Linked DNA regions of Ovis canadensis: region 2 is linked to region 1. Evidence: chromatin contacts called from public Hi-C data. All regions are on one chromosome and are shown on one strand. The core of a region is the stretch at or near the end of the contact, and the rest is flanking DNA. Distances in the headings are between cores, read along the strand shown. Region 1 overlaps FTO (FTO alpha-ketoglutarate dependent dioxygenase). Region 2 holds the start of IRX3 (iroquois homeobox 3).

Region 1 (5,280 bases), core at 2,068-4,567:
GGCAGGAAGAACAGCTGGTACAAATGCCCTGAGGAAGACCAGCCTGGAACAGAAAGAAGCCCAGCAGGTCTGAGCACAGTGGACAAGTCTAGGGAGTGGGCAGAAGCCCAGTCACGTGGGGCGCGGTCAGCCAGAACACAGGATTTCACTGTGTGCCACGCAGTCACGGAGGGGCTTTAAGTAGGGAGGGGACACAACTCGATGTACATTTTTAAAGTCTGAGTCCAACTGATGTGTGGGAAATGGACTATGATAAGGAGAGGTCTGGGCAAAGTTGAAGTGAAGAGGGGCTTCCCTGGTGGTCCAGGGGGTTTAAGAAGTCTGTCCTCCCACGCAGAGGAAGTGAGTCCGATCCCCGGGCTGGGGGGGCAGGCGGGGTGTTGGTTACTAGAATCAGGGCAACTAAGCCCGTGCAATGCAACTACTACTGCCTGCTTTGGAGCCTGCATGCGACTAGAGAGAAGCCCGTACACAGCAACAAAGAGCCTGGGAGGCGCAACAGAAGATCCTGCATGCCACAACTAACACCCAACGCAGCCAAAGAAATTAAAATAAAATAAACTTTTTTAAGTTTAAGTGGGGAGACCAATTTGGGGGTAAGCAAGTCCAATCAAGAGAGAAATGATGGGGACTTCCCTGGTGGTCCAGTGACTGAGACTCCACGCTCCCAATGCAGGGGGCCCAGGTTTGATCACTGGTCAGGGAACTGGATCCCATATGCTGCAACTAAGACCCAGTACAACCAAATAAATAAATAATTTTTTTAAAAAAAAGAGAGATAAATGTTGACTTGAAGTAACAGAGGTGAGAGAAAGCGCACAGGCTCCGGATGTTTCAGAGACATGCCATGAGGATTAGATGAGGACGAACAGAACAGCTACTAGAGTATCTGACACACAGCAGCTATTTACATATGCTAATTACCTTCCCAGTCTAACAGTAAGGAGGTTTAGGCTTAAACCATAAATCATACCCCACATTAAACCTCCCTGACACCACCACCCCCACCCCAATTTCTCCGAAGAAGCCCATAGCTCAGAGAGTACCCTGGGAATGCAACAAGTTCAAAACACAATGGAGAATTGATCTATTAAAGGAGCTGGACTGTTAAATTAAAACCGTTCCTGTGTGCCAAGCTGAGACACAAAGGGGCCAGTCTTCTTCAACAATAAAGACCAGTTAAGAGGAGACTCCAGTTACACAATCTCCTCCTCTTCACCGTGAGGCACTTAGATGGAATTTTTTTTAATAGAAAAGACAAACTCTTGAGTAAATGTAATAATTGTCTCAATAATGTGCCCCAACCACCCAAGAAGTTAAAAAAAAAAGAAAAAGAAACTGGAAAATTGGGATTCTTCTCTTACAGGATCGGTTCATTGCTGTCTCAAGCGTAGGTTATATTCACCCCAGCGATGGGATGATACTACTTGGGAGATCTCAGAGCCTGATAGCAATTCAAGAAACAGAAAGATTACCTTCCAAGTATAAGAAAAAAGAAAGAAGCAAACAAGCTAACCAATAAAACAATCAGAAGCTTGTCAATGAGGCCAACTACTGAAATAATTTTCACATGTTGTCCAAAATACATTATTTTTAGAGAATCCTTCAAAAATGTCCCAAACAGGCAGGCCTATGGTGAACTCGTCTCAAAAATAGCACTTATGTATTATTTTCTAAGAACAAAAACCACCATCAAATGACCTAAGGTAAATACTAATAATTATCAAAAATAGAGAATCTCCCTGCGCTTCCTAAACTCAAAAAGCTCAAGCCCAAGGAATGAAACCCTCAGCCGAGAGCAAGCACAGAAGAGGAGAGAAATTTTCTCCTCTGCCTTGCCTCACTCAGGCAAAGCTCCAGAGTGAAGAAGAAATCAGCCTTGAAGTTAAAAATCCTAAAACTCTTATTCCATTCTTTGAATTTTTAACCATTCCAGTCTTGCTAATTGCTCTGGCACAACGGTTCAACAAAAGATCTGTAAGATCAATACTATTTTTATAATACTATCATTTGCTTTTTTCACTGTGTTGACATTTGCACCAATGGTTCAAAAGAATGGTGGGTGATGTTTCAGGTGCCTTGGCACAAATCAAGCCAAAAGCACAAAACTGCACCATCAGTCACTGCGTTCTTTAAATCATGCAGTCCAGGAAAAAGAGAGAAAAGAAAGAAGTTCGTTTCACTTGAGAATGCCCCTGATAAAGCAGTAAAAATGATTAACTTTATGAAATCTCAAAAGTAAGTAAAGTAAGTAAGTAAGTTGCCTTCTTAGTATTCTGTGTGTCAAAATGGGACGTTTACCTAAAGCACTTCAAAGTGAGATGGCTGTTTCAAAGAAAAGTCCTTGTGTGATTATTTGAGTTGTGGACTAAACTAGCCAATTTTTCCACAGAACACCAGTTTTACTTGAGAAAATGTCTGACACACAAAACGTGGTTAGTCAGACTTTGCAATTTGGCAAACATCTTTTCAAAAATTAGTGACTATTTCTAAATTTCTCAATTTTAGTTCCTAACATAATATCAATGTATACAGAAGCTTCTGGGAGTCAGTCCTCAATAACTTTTAGTAGTTGAGTCAGCCCTCTATATCTATGAGTTCTGCATCTGTGGATTCAACCAATCACAGATCAAAAAAACTCGGGGGGGAAAAAGTTCCAGATAGTTCCAAAAAGCAAAATTTGTATTTACCACATACCAAGGGCTTCCCTGGTGGCTCAGCTGGTAAAGAATCCTCCTGCAATGTGGGAGACCTAGGTTCGATCCCTGAGCTGGAAAAATCCCCTGGAGAAGGAAACAGCTACTCACTCCAGTATTCTGGCCTGGAGAATTCCATGGACTGTATAGTCCACGCATCACAAAGAGTCAGACACGACTAAGCGACTTTCACTCACTCACTTAACAAGTATTTACATAGCATTTACCCTGTATATGGTATTATAAGTAATCTACAGAGGATTTAAAGTATACAGGAGGATGTGTGTAGGTTATATATAAAACCTACCCTGTTTTATATAAAGGACTTGGATTTTGGTATCTGCAGGGGGCCCTGGAACCAACCCCCTACAGATACTGAGGGTCGACTGTGTAAGTTTAAAAGAGCTCCTGGAGCCAATAAGTTGAGAATTTTGGCTTAGATCAAAAATAGAATAGCTGCCCTTTTTCACACACATCCTGCACAAACGAAAAGCAGAAAGGAAGACAAACTGAATTTCTTTGGACTCTATTGTGCAATTTACTTAAGGCCCATGGGCCTTGCTAATTTGCATGTCTGATTTACTCCAAATCCTTTCTTCCTCCTCCTCCCTGGCAAGAAACCACAGACAAAATTCCATCGCTATTTCACAACCCCCTCTTAAGCAAACTGCGATGCGGCGGTACAGACATGGAGCTCATCCAGCCTGGCAAACAGGGGGAAGGAGTTCAGCTCCAGGGCTTTCGAGCCAAGGGCCCTTTTCAAACATTAAATCCACAAAACACGGCATTAGCTTGCTCAAAGCAAATAGTTAATTTGTCCTTTCACAAGAAATCAAAAGGACAAAAATCACACAGCTAGACGTGGCTTCAGCCCCCACTAACCCTTCACCATCCCCCTGTCCCAAGCAAGTAAATGTCTAAACCATGAAGAATCAACAAGTCAATCAATCCATAACAAATATTTATCCTGTCTACATGGGGAAAAAAAAAAGGAGAGAACGTATATGGTCACAAAAGAAAACTAAGAATACAGGTAATTAAAAAAAAAAAAAAGCCCACATAAAACAGTGGTGTGTAAGTGTGAAGAAAGGACAAAATAAAAATTTAAAAATACGTACCAACATGACCAAGGCACAAGAAAACGGGAAGAAGAAAGTAGAAAATTAAACACAGGCAGTAAGGCATAAGAATGCTGAGACGTTAGTAAAGGACAGGATCTTCTCAGACACCAGTAATCGGACCTTTTGGCTAAGATGCCATTTCAACAGGGGGCAATGGAAGATGACATTAGAATGTTAGATTTTACCCAGATTATGGAAGGTTCTGGAAGTTCAGGTAAGTAGAGTCTATCCCACATGTAATGAGGGGCCACAAAAGGCTTTAGAGAAGGACAGGAGCACAATGGAAGTGTGCTATTTTATTTGCTGTTTTGTTTTTTAAACACTAAGCTATTTATTAATAGTACAGTCTAGTTATAAGGATCCAAGACCAGGGACCAAGGAAGACGGGGACAGATAAGGAGACTGAGAAGCCCAGTCAGACAAGGGCTGGGCTTGAACCAGGAGGTGGCGATGGAAATGAAAAAGCATCAAAAGCTACATCAAGGTAGATAAATCTGGAACCTAATCTGGCACCAAGAGTGTAAAAACAGGTGGGAAGACCATACACAGAAATAAAGAAGTCAAGGTCATTAACACCACATCTACTGAAGGTCTGCTAAGCTTCTTGCTGTGCTAGGCTGTAAATGAAGCACTGACTTAGAGGTAGAGATAAGAGATCTAAAACATACGGAGAGAGAGGGGTATGGATGCGATGGGCTGGCACTCAGCAGCCTTCCAACCCTATCACGGTGTCTTCCGATGCTGCAGAGGACGGAAAGCTAAAAACTACATTTCCCAGAGCCCTTCACAGCTAGGGTTCTGGGTGAGGGTATGGCTGGAGAAGGCAATGGCACCCCACTCCAGTACTCTTGCCTGGAAAATCCCATGGACGGAGGAGCCTGGTGGGCTGCAGTCCATGGGGTCGCAAAGAGTCGGACACGACTGAGCGGCTTCACTTTCACTTTCACGGCTGTACCAATTACAAGGCTCCGTGTGAGATGCAGAAGGCAGAAGTCACACGGAGGCTGTCTTCTTGCTGTTTCGACTTTTTCTATAGGCAACATAGTTATGGAAAGATTAAAGGATTTCTGCAGCAACATTCCAGGATCTGACCAATAACTTTGGCGTTATCCAAGGCCAGTTGTAATGGTGGTACCTTTCTGTTCCCAGATAGAAACCACAGCCCATATGTTCTTAAAACAGTGAACATTCTAGTAATGGCTTCCTGATCCCTCGCCGTCTCGAGTATGACGGATTAGCAGCCCACCTGGCAGGCCAGTCTGTTTCAGAAGCCCACCTCCAGAGGCTCAGCTTCCATTTCTCTGGTCCTCTCAATGATTCTATAAGAATCTACTTCCTTATCTTGGGCTTCACCACTGGCTCAGTGATAAAGAACCCGCCTGCCAATGCAGGAGACACAGGTTCTATCCCTGGGTCAGGAAGATCCCCTGGAGAAGGAAATGGCAACCCACCCCAATATTCTT
Region 2 (5,280 bases), core at 1,084-3,583, 510 kb before region 1:
CGGAGAGGCTGTTCTGCTGAAGACCTGGGGCGCCTGGAGGTTTCTAAATAATCGAGGTCCTTGAGTCCTCATCTGGGTTGGAGGTTCGTCTTCTGGGTCATGGGTCCCCTAGTCCGGCGTGGCTAATTCATTGAGCACAGCTTCGCCCCTTGCCTGGCCTCTTTCCCGCCTCTCACCGTCCAGCGCAGCCAGGTCGATAGCGAGTTACTGCGGGCGGAGGAAGCATCTCCTGTGTTCATTGTTTCTGTTCTTCTCGAAGAGCTGCGCGTTAGACAGGGGCCCAGCGCAGCCCCAGGCTCCCCACTTCAGCATCTCGCTCTTGGCTCTCCCCGGGGTTGGGTCTGGTGCGTCTACCTTGTGCAAACTCTAGGTCTGCGGGCCGTCGAGGCTCCGCGTCTGACACTTAGGGAACACTCCAGGCAATAACGTTACCCTCAATTTTATAACCCTGAGATTTTTCTTGAGTCGGTGAGCCCGTGATTCCCTATGCCACTCGGCTGAGACGGTTAACTGAAAACGAAATCAGGCGCCGGGGAAACATTTCAAAGCTTCCTCTGATACCTCCTCTTCTGGGGAGACTCCAGCTAAGGCCAACACCTGGCACCAGGCAGACGCAGGTGAGTAGAAGGTCAGGGAAGCAGGCTGACTCAGTTTGAGGAGGCCGCACGTTACTCTCCCCTATCGAACCCCAAACCTAGCTGCCCCAAAACTTTCCCTTGTATACCCCCCACCACCACCCAATTTTCTCGGCCTTCATGTCTACTCGAGGCGCCAACCCACACGAAGACTGGTAGAAAGAGGCGGGGAATAGGGGCGAGGTCAAAACCGGGTGTCCACGGGACTCCCAGCGGGGCTCCTTGGAGCCACTGAGACCAGAGACAGCTAGGGCCAAGACTCTCCGATCCCTCCGCTCTTCTAGAATTCGGATTAGATTCTTCTATCAGAGCAAGGCAGCCACTTTCCGCCTCCGATCCGGGACGGGCAACTCCAAGACAGGCACCGCCCGGGGGTTGTCCCGGAGCGCTCCTGCTGCTGGCCTGGCCTGTGCGTGGGTCGCCGCAGCGGCCTAAAGCGTTCAGCCCGGAGTCGCCGCAATACCGGGAATTTCAATCCTCCTCTCGGCTGCACGCCCTAACCTGTGAAGGTGGGCGCGCGGATTCTAAGATTTCAGCTTTGGTTTAGGAAATACTCCACTGTAAAACTTAAGTCTTGCCTCCCATCCCCACCCCCGCGGATGGGAGGACCTCTGCCGAAGGAAAACAGGTTGGCGCGGAGACCCCGGGAGCAGGAGAAGGGGGAGGGAAACGAAGAATCTCTACGGCTCGAAAATTCCAGCATATTAACTTTTCCAAGCGCTCGCTGAAAGTTCCTGGAGCCTCCGCCACCCGGCTCCCTGCTCCTGCCCCATCCCACGCCGGCTTAGGGCTCCGGCGGGCTCCGTCTCCCTGACATCGTTCCCCAGGATGCCTGAGGTGTCCACTCTGCAGCACCGCCCTCCCCCAACACACACGCCATTTCTAAGGAAGGATTCTGCACCCTGACATCCGCGTGGCGTGAACGTGGTTAACTGCAGGATTTAGTCCTCTGGGAAGGGGGCTACCTCGCCTCCCCGCCCCACCCCGGGCAGTGAGACAGTCCTCGAAGACTCCCTTAAAGCACACGCCCCCACTTCCCTCACGCCTCTTCCACCCCCTCCCTAAGCCACTAAGAGTGGCCGAGAGTCTAGAGGTGCGAGCTAGAAAGCGGGCCGGGGCAGAGTAAAGTCCCAGCGCCTGCCCCGGACCAGGGTCTGTCTGGTCCTGACCCAGATCCCACGCGCTGGGGCAGGGGGAGAGGCACCGAGAGGCGAGAGCGAGAGGGGTGAGCTGACCCAGTGCTAACCCCGGTCCCCGCGCCTCCCGCGCCCCCTTCCGCCGCGGGCCAGAGGGGGCGGGAAGGGACTCGCTGCGCGGGGGCTCCCGCCCCCGCCCCGCCCCGCCCCGCGCGCCTTCTCTGCGGGGTGGGCGGCCTCGCCTGCAGGGCGCCCAGGCGATTGGCGACTCGCGAAGGAGACGCGAGGAAAAGTCGAATAAGAGGGCGCGACGTCAGACCCGAGATTTGGGGAAGGGCGAGGGAGGGGGCGAGGGCGGGGACGGACACACCGACACAGATACGGACACACACACACCCTCCCCCCCACCCCACCCTACCCCCCGCGCACGGCACCCCGAGTGTCCACAAGTTTGGGCCGCCTTAACCCAAAGCTCAGAGGCCGGGGGGATGGGAGTGTGGGGAGTGTGGTGTGTGTACAGAGAAAATAGATTTTAAAAAGAAAGAGTGACGGGAACAGAAAGGGGAGAGAAAGGAACAGCGAGAAAGGGAAAGACGAGAAAGAGTTCCGTAGTCCAGGAGCGTGAAAGAGCCCGAAGGAGCGGAAGCGATCCTGGGGGGAAGAGGAGCGCAGAAAGGGGAGGAGAGAGGAAGGGCGAGGAGGGGGAGTGAAAACTAGAGGAGGGCGAAGGAAGCGAGGCGCGACACTGCTCGGGGAGAGGAGGGCAGCGAGGAGCCAGGCGCGGGCAGAGGCAGCTCCGGCGGCCGAGAGGAGGGAGCGCGGCGCAGAGAGGAGGGGCTTGTGGGCCCGTAGAAATGTCAATCAGATTCCGGAGCCCCGGGAATCTCCGCCAATCTGTTCGGACCTGACCTGGCTCCTCGCCGCCGCCGCCGCCGCCGCCGCCGCCGCCGCCGCCCCGGAGCAGATCGATAGGCGAACGCGGAGCGCAGCGCAGCGCGGAAGGCAGCGCGGCCGCAGCCGGGCCCAGCCCCCGATGTGCCCCGGAGCCCGCGGGCGGCGCTGAGCTGGGCGGCCCCGGGGGGCAGGGCCCCCTCTCTGTCCGTGCCCCGCGGGCCACCATGTCCTTCCCCCAGCTCGGATACCAGTACATCCGCCCGCTCTACCCACCCGAGCGCCCGGGGGCCGCCGCCGGCGGTGGCAGCGCTGGGGCCCGGGGCGGCCCGGGAGCCGGCGCCTCGGAGCTGGCTGCCTCGGGGTCCCTGTCCAACGTGCTCTCGTCCGTGTACGGGGCGCCCTACGCCGCGGCCGCAGCCGCAGCCGCAGCCGCCCAAGGCTACGGCGCCTTCCTGCCCTACGCCGCCGAGCTGCCCATCTTCCCTCAGCTGGTAAGTGCCCTGGGAGCCGCGGAAGGGGGGTTAGAGCTGGGGCGCCGGACGAGGTGTGCGCGCTCAGTAGACTGGCGCGGCCTGGGCCGGGCGGGTGGAGGCGGCGACGGCCGGGGCTCATCCTCGCTCCCTCCGCGCGCGTCCCTTCCTTGTCCATGTGCGTACAGGGCACGCAGTATGAGCTGAAGGACAGCCCCGGGGTGCAGCATACGGCCGCGGCCACCGCGTTTCCACACCCGCACCCCGCCTTCTACCCTTACGGCCAGTACCAGTTCGGGGACCCGTCCCGGCCCAAGAACGCCACCCGAGAGAGCACCAGCACGCTCAAGGCCTGGCTCAACGAGCACCGCAAGAACCCCTACCCCACCAAGGGCGAGAAGATCATGCTGGCCATCATCACCAAGATGACCCTCACCCAGGTGTCCACCTGGTTCGCCAACGCGCGCCGGCGCCTCAAGAAGGAGAACAAGATGACCTGGGCGCCCCGGAGCCGCACCGACGAGGAGGGCAACGCTTATGGGAGCGAGCGCGAGGAGGAAGACGAGGAGGAGGATGAAGAAGACGGCAAGCGCGAACTGGAGCTGGAGGAGGAGGAGCTCGGGGGGGAGGAGGAGGACACCGGGGGCGAGGGCCTGGCGGACGACGATGAAGACGAGGAGATCGATTTGGAGAACTTAGACGGCGCGGTCGCGGGACCCGAGCTGGCCCTGACTGGGGCGTCGCACAGGGACGGCGACCTCGGCCTGGAACCCATCTCAGACTCCAAGAATAGCGACTCGGACGACAGCTCCGAGGGCTTGGAGGAGCGTCCGCTGCCCGTCCTGAGTCTGGCCCCAGTGCCACCGCCCGTGGCCACCGCTCCGCCATCTCCGCCCTCGCCCCCAGCGGGCCTGGACCCCTGCGCTCCTGCACCGGCGCCCGCCTCGGCCCTGCAAAAACCCAAGATCTGGTCCCTGGCCGAGACGGCCACAAGCCCGGACAACCCTCGCCGCTCGCCTCAGGGCGCGGGGGGTTCTCCCCCCGGGGCAGCGGTCGCGCCCTCGGCCCTGCAGCTCTCTCCGGCCGCCGCCGCCGCCGCGGCTCACAGACTCGTCTCGGCGCCGCTGGGCAAGTTCCCCGCTTGGACCAACCGGCCGTTCCCAGGCCCGCCGCCTGGCCCACGTCCGCACCCGCTCTCTCTGCTGGGCTCAGGCCCGCCACACCTGCTGGGACTTCCCGGAGCCGCGGGCCACCCGGCCGCCGCCGCCGCCGCTGCCTTCGCTCGGCCGGCGGAGCCCGAGGGCGGAACAGGTGACTGCGGCGCGCAGGATTCGGAGGGAGGGGGTGAGTCTGGGGGTCGCGCCCGGGCAGGTCCCTCGCGAGCGCAGGGCGCTTACCACGCCGCGCCCGCCTCCCGCGGCCCGGGTCGCCGAGCGCTCTAAAGGCCCTCCTTTTTCTCCCCGCTTCCCGTAGATCGCTGTAGTGCCTTGGAAGTGGAGAAAAAGTTACTCAAGACAGCTTTCCAGCCGGTGCCCAGGCGGTAAGAGACCCCCGAACTGGGGTGGGGGTATTGGGACTGGCAGGCCGGGGAAGGAAGGAATGCGGAGAAAACTAGGTTTCAGGTCCCTCCACCCCACCCCGCCCCGGGGGAACGCAGCTAGGAAGCGCTTTCACAAGGGGACGAAACACTCCTCCGTCTTTCCCGCGGGCTCTGAGATGACTCTCCGACAGCCCCAGTCCAGACACCGGGGCTCCGGTGAAGCCCACCTCCTACAAGCCCCAGACCTCGGGTCCTGACGCCTCCCGCCCAGTCTTATAGTTAAACTGGAAGACCAGCGTCCACAGCTGGACCTCATTTCACAGTGAGATCTGCCTGCTTCCTTGCCCCCCGGCCTCCTCCCTGGGTTGGGTCTCCCAGTCCTAGGGTGCATCGATCTCCCCTAAAAATCTCTTTCTTTACTACCATCGCCTCTCTCTTGCAGGCCCCAGAACCACCTGGATGCCGCTCTGGTCTTATCGGCTCTCTCCTCATCCTAGTTCTTTTTTTAAAAGAAATTTTTAAATCCTTGTAATAATTGTAAAAAAAAAAATCGCTCTGTATAGTTATGACTTGTAAGCATGTCGGTGTATGAATACCTAAAAAGA

What was found. A called contact is a pair of places that touch in the nucleus more often than the background predicts.
Region 2: a Hi-C map of fibroblasts shows a contact between it and region 1, with 6 times the contacts expected there. The contact joins the promoter of IRX3 here to the enhancer-like site in region 1. A contact is called at or near these places in 2 of 2 Hi-C or Micro-C datasets (fibroblasts and lung).

The regions. Positions count from the first base shown.
Region 1 is chr14:35,272,513-35,277,792 of ARS-UI_OviCan_v2, reverse strand. The region is part of intron 1 of FTO (FTO alpha-ketoglutarate dependent dioxygenase); the gene reads right to left. Among named protein-coding and RNA genes, the nearest start is that of TRNAG-UCC, 19 kb to the left of the region's middle. Within about 2 kb of position 3,317, the one cell type or tissue checked has open chromatin away from gene starts, as enhancers often do. A contact at or near this core is called in fibroblasts, where this site is marked.
Region 2 is chr14:35,779,063-35,784,342 of ARS-UI_OviCan_v2, reverse strand. IRX3 (iroquois homeobox 3) reads left to right here and starts at 2,333. Exons shown (of 4, transcript XM_069552796.1): 1 at 2,333-3,156; 2 at 3,324-4,446; 3 at 4,609-4,675; 4 at 5,118-5,280. The coding sequence starts at 2,890. The coding sequence ends at 5,172.